Regions from separate parts of the Athene noctua genome. Here region 1 is linked to region 2. The links are chromatin contacts, called in public Hi-C maps. All regions are on one chromosome and are shown on one strand. Each heading gives the region's core, a stretch centred on a gene start, on an enhancer-like site or on the middle of the called end of the contact. The rest is flanking DNA. Distances are from core to core; before and after follow the strand shown.

What was found. A called contact is a pair of places that touch in the nucleus more often than the background predicts.
Region 1: a Hi-C map of heart shows a contact between it and region 2, with 6 times the contacts expected there. The contact joins the promoter of BTG2 here to the promoter of LOC141969681 in region 2. A contact is called at or near these places in 2 of 2 Hi-C or Micro-C datasets (heart and liver).

What each region holds. Positions count from the first base shown.
Region 1 is chr23:5,651,458-5,654,205 of bAthNoc1.hap1.1, reverse strand. It overlaps BTG2 (BTG anti-proliferation factor 2), which reads right to left and starts at 1,258. Exons shown (of 2, transcript XM_074925555.1): 1 at 1,027-1,258; 2 at 1-75. The coding sequence starts at 1,183.
Region 2 is chr23:5,477,524-5,480,381 of bAthNoc1.hap1.1, reverse strand. LOC141969681 reads left to right here and starts at 1,342. Exons shown (of 14, transcript XM_074925719.1): 1 at 1,342-1,455; 2 at 2,769-2,858. The coding sequence starts at 2,835.

The sequences.
Region 1 (2,748 bases), core at 9-2,508, 170 kb before region 2:
TGTGATTGATCCGGATGCAGCGATACCCAGAGCCTTTGAAGGGTTTCTCAGGAAACCAGTGATGTTTGTAGTGCTCTGCAAGGGAAGCGAGAAGGGAAGAACGGTGAGCAGGGGGTCTGGGTCCTGCTGCAGTCCTGGGGGGTCCCACACCTCGGTGCAGGCGGAGGAAAACGAGTCCTCCTGAGGCTGCATCCAGCAGACGGAGGCTCCGGAGCCGAACGCTCGACGCTTTGGCTGCTGCTTGTTCCAAAGTGCAGCTCTTCGGGTCTGAGAAACCCGAGGCAGGACGGTGCCACGGGGGCTGTGGTGATGGGACCCCGACACCTTCTCGCCGTGACCCCCGGGGTGGCCGGGGCAGATACTGGATCGCCAAGAACAAAACACCGCAGCCAGGGAGTAACATCCAGGTCATTCTCTTAAGTTCAGGGGCACGTCACCGCTCCTTATCTCAGCACAGCGGCAAACCAACCATCCCCTCTCGGGGCTGATAACGCCAGGCTGTGTGTGCCCGGGAGGACAAGCCCGAACCACCCAGTTCGTGCTGAGCCCCTCACATGCTCGTGGGGAGGGGAGGGCTAAAACCCCACAGACACAGGGCTGAGCTCTTCTTGCCAGGGGACCCAGAGCAGCTTCGGATTATTCTTACCAAATCCCAACAAGGAGGGCTTCAAGCAGGCGGGCTGCTGGCGGGGGGGGGGGAGCTGTATAAATCCCTCAGCAGACCAGGACCTGCTCACCTTCGGGGCTCGGGCAGCCCAGGGCCCCATGGGGACACGGGTGGGTGCCCAGGGAGGCACTCGGGTGCCTGCCAGTCCCGGGGCAGGGGGAGAGGGTACCCAGGCAAAGGCACAAAGAGGCATCAAGGCGGACACAGGTGGGTGCCCACCCGGGGAGGGACACCACGTCGTGGCAGCAACACGAGGGGCACCGGGGAAGGACCCCAGTGGGCTCCTGGCCCCGGGTGGGCTTTTCTCGCACCCGGGCCCTTTTCCCCCCGCCAAGCCTATCTCTTCCCCCCCGCCTCACCTGCCAGCGCTTCCCGCAGCGCCCCGCTGAAGACCTGGAGCTGCTGCTCGCTGACGCAGCCCCGCGTCCGCAACAGGCTGGAGACAAAACTGACGGCGGCGGCGATCTCGGGCACCATATCGGCCCGCGGGCCGCCGCGGCGCTGGCTCTGGCTCATGCTGGGCTCCGGGACGGGGGGCGGGTGAGGGGACGCGGCTCTCGGTGCCGTTGCTGATGCTGTGGCGACGGCGGCTCGGGCTGTGGCGGGGGCTGCGCGGCCCCTTTAAATGGGGCAGCCCCGGGGAGGCGTCATCGGCGCGGCGGCGCCCATTGGCCGAGGGGGCGCGGTATGCTAATGAGCTCAGCGCGGTGGAAGGAGTGACGTCACCGCCGGGGTGACAATGGCGGCGGCGCGGGGGGGGGGGGGGAGTTACCGGGGGTTATTTTTGGGGCTGACCTGGGAGGAGGAGGAGGAGGAGGGAGGGAGGGGGCCGGGGCTCGGCCCAGCCCAGCTCTCCGCACTCCCCCGCTCCAGGGCAGGGGCCGCCGGGCGCTGCGGGGCACCCGTGGGCGCCGGCGGTGCGGATGGGGGGGTTCGGGGGTCCCTGGGGATGCGGGGGTCGATCGGGAGTCTCTGGGGATGCGGGGGGGGGGGGGGGGGCGATCGGGGGTCCCCGGCAGCTGCCGGTGCTCGAGGTGACCCGCTCCCGTGGGGGCGGGAGGGCAGAGCGAGGGGTCCCCAAGTGGTCCTGAGCGGTGGAAACACCCCCCCCCCCCCCATTCCCCCCCCAGATGCCCGGGTGGGTCCAGGTGCCCTTTGTCACCCTGCGGCAGTTGGGGGCCCCCCCCCCGGCTGCTCCCGGGGCCCTGGAGCGGGTCTCGGGGTGCTGGCGGTGTGCGGGAAGCCGTCCCGGCCCCGCTGCGGGGATCCCCGGAGCACCGGTACCCCAGGGGGAGGTTCCCAACCCTCCCCGCCAGCGCGGCTGTTCACAGGCCACTTCCACTCAGGAACACGCTGCCTCGGGAGGGGGAAGCGGAGGCTGGTCCTCGCCAAGCCGCTGGCAAAGCACTTGCTGAAACCCCGATGGGCTGAAGGAACGGTGCAGCCGAGGGGGGCTGGGGCGAGGGGAAGGGTCACCCCCACAGCCAGCGGCCCCGGGGTCCTGCACTTGTGCCGGGGCAGTGGCCCAGCACGGGCAGGCGGTGCTGGATCGGCAGCGGGTCGTGCTGGGCATCGGCAGAGCCACGGTTCTGCTGACGTGGAGTGAGATGATCGGGCACCCAGGGCTGTCAGCGAGTGACCCATCCCTGGTGTCTGTCTGATCCATCCATCCTGGTATCTGATCCATTCATCCTGGTGTCTGTCTGACCCATCCCTGGTGTCTGTCTGACCCACCCCTGGTGTCTGACCCATCCTTGGTGTCTGGCCCTTCCTACCCTCCTGTCCTCAGTCCAGGCTGGGGTTGGGTCCCCTACACAGAGGATCTCCTCTCCCCAGCAGGTTTCCATCCCCAAATTTCCATCCCCGAGACACATCACAGATCCTTGTTCCCTGGACAAGGCCAAATCCTTTCCAGAGCTCCCCAAAGCATTCAGGGAGAACTTGCCATCACCTGCCTTGTCCCAGACAGGTGAGGGAGATGAGGGGACACACGACAATAACCGCTTTCATCTCGCTGCCCGAGGAGCGTTTGATGTGAGGAGCAAGAGCAGACACCCCAGGACTTGGTGCCTCCCTCCAGC
Region 2 (2,858 bases), core at 93-2,592:
AAGCATCGGGAAGATGATGCATCTCATCGTGGGGCCAGCCGAGATGTCTGTACCTTGTACTAACGTATCTGGCCGGTGCTAACGAACTCCTGGGAGCTCCGTTCCCCGTGGGGATGGAGGGAAATGGGGAGGAGGTGCTGTAGGTGCCTGTTGTAGAGGCTCACAAAATTAGGTAGGCCACAAGCTCAAAGAAAATTAATTCTAGTCAAATACCATTTAATACTCTAAACATTACTAAACTACAGAGTCCAGGTGCCAAGTGGAATCAGATAATACACAGCTGATTTAAGCTTAAATTTTAGAAAGGAACTAACCCAAACATTGTTTCATTCACCAGTCGAGATGAGGGCTCTGAACCTCGGGGAGTTCCCTCAGGCAGCATCCCAAGCCATGGGGAAAGTTCCCAACTGCAGACCCGCTGCTCTAAAGTGGACTGACTCAATTTGTCCTCCGACAGGATCCCGTTTATCCGCTAGTCGAATCTGTGGTCAAAAATACGGTCCTGTTTGTCCTCACTGGCACAGGGTTTTGGCTTTTGGCCAAAGTGTGGATCTAACAATAGCCAGTTGTGCAACCCCCTTGTGACTGAAGTCAGCAGATGTTGTGGTTACCCGTCCACGGATTTACCAGAACTAACAAGTATTTTTATATTTCACCAAAGTTAGCAAACGCTGTGGCTCAAAGAGTCTTGCCATCAGGGTGGGCACAGCTGCCACAGTGCCTGGCAGCACCTGCACCAGGAGATGTGTTGGACCAGCAGCGGGCTCGGGAAGGGGGGAGAGGGTCCCCCCTTGCACGACGCTGTGTGCCCTGGGGGTGCAGAGCCCCCTCCTTTGCACAGTTGCTTTGTGTTCTAGGGGTGCAGGGTCCCCCATCTTGCATGGTGGGGACAGGGCAGGAACAGGGGTTGCCCCCAGAGGCTGGTGTGGTGCAGAGTTTGCAGGTTTTGCATCAAATTCTGCTTTAAAACGGGCTTGCTGAGGGCTCTTAGATAACAGGAGGAATTTGGCTGGCCCTGGTTATCAGAGGGTGCGTTGAGAAGTGCTGCCTGGGTCTGTGCAGCCTCCAGGAAGTGAGGGGGAAGGTCTGTTGACCCCGCTTGTGCTTCCCCTGCTAGTGAGTGTTTATCTTCAGCCGCTGAAATCAGTGTAAGGAGACGCTCTGCAAACAGGAGTAAAAGCTCTCGGAGGGAATCGCAGCTTGGCTTTCAAGGAAGGGAAATCCAAGCGCTCGGGAGGGCTCCAGGGAGAGCTCCCGGGCTTGGGGTGGGGAGGAATTAGCACCTTGCTGTTGGTTTGTGTTCAGCAAAAGCAGGGGGTGGGGGAGATCCGGCAGGGGTGAGGGGCTGCAGGGAGCTGGGCTGGGGTGCAGGAGTCTCTGCGATGCTCCTCGGCGCTTCATCTCTCCAGGCGGGCGAGCTGCTTTCCAGGGGCCACCCGGGACTGATCTGCCCAGGTAAAACCCCAGTTTGGGGATAAATATGTTATTTCCTCTCTTTTTTCTCTCGGTAGGTCCCTGATGTTAACTCCTGCCAGCCTGGGTCGAGGCTGCGGGTATTAACCGGTGGTGCTGGGAGCCCAGTGCTCCGGCCGGGCTGGGATCGGCCGGTTTCGGGTCCAGGCATCCCCTGGGATAAGCCCTGATCTCTGCGGCCTGGCAGTGGGGAAGCCCCAAAGGCTGCCCCGGGGAGCCTGGGCAGTGCTGCACCCGTGAGGTCTGAGCCCCTCGCCCCTACAAGCCCCCAAACTCTGCCCGTGGCAGGGACGCAGCCGGGAGCGGGGCTCGCAGCCCGCGGCAGTGCCGGGCTGGCCGGGTGTCACGGAGGCTCAGACAATCAAATTAGTCAGGTGCTACACTCGAAATGAGATTTATTTTAATCAGAATCGGTTTAGTACTCAGACTAACATTGGTAAAACTACAGATTCAGAAGGCCAAGCGAAATTCATGCTGCGTAGCTGGCTTGGAAATTCAGTTTAGTTTAGTTGGAAGTTTAGAATAATGAGCCAAAAGTGCACAGTCACTCACCTTAGAAGGGGAGGGCTCTCAGCCTCGAGGAGTTACCTTGGGCAACATCCTGACCCAGGGGGAGAGTCTCCGACCCAAGGGGAGAGTCCCTGGCTGCTCCGAGGAGGACTGGCTCAGTTTGGCCTCCGGCACTTTGTCCCTTCGTCAAACCTGATCTGTGCTCAGATATGGTCACATTACTCACTGACCGAGGGCCTCAATCTTCAAAATGTGTAAGCGACTGTGATTATTATGCAGATGCAACAAGAGTTACCGTGTGTCATGCTCCAGCAGTTGAGGAGTTTCGGTTTTGTCAGGGCGGGTGCACCTACCACACCGGGGGCACCCGGCGGGCGCCTTGTCCCTGCTCCAGTGCCAGGGAGGGACAGTGGCTCAGCTGGGATCCCGTGGGACAATAGCAGGGTGGTGCCCTGGGTGCTGTGACCCGTGGGGTTTGCACAGGACGACTGGAACATGGCTGCGAGCAGGCGGAGGCTCTGACAGGCAAGGGGGTGCCAAGGGAGCAACGCTGGCATTGCCAGGACCCGTGTGCCCTCCTGGGCTGGGGAGCGGGTCTGTGTGACCCCCAGCTCACCCATCTCCCGCGGGTCCTCGCTGGTGGCAGGGCCCCGTGGCCGAGGTGACCCAGCGCTCGGGGCTCAGCAGGGCTGGGGAGCGCTGCAGGGGACACGGGACCGGCAGCCGTCCCCGTGCCAGCAGTGACGTCCTGTGGGACGTGCTCACCCACGCCTCTCCCTTTGCAGCTGGATGCTGAGGCCTTGGGGGCCTTCTCCTTCCTGGGACTGGGGTCAGGACAAGCTTTTGGCAAGATGTTCTCACAGATGGGCCACAGG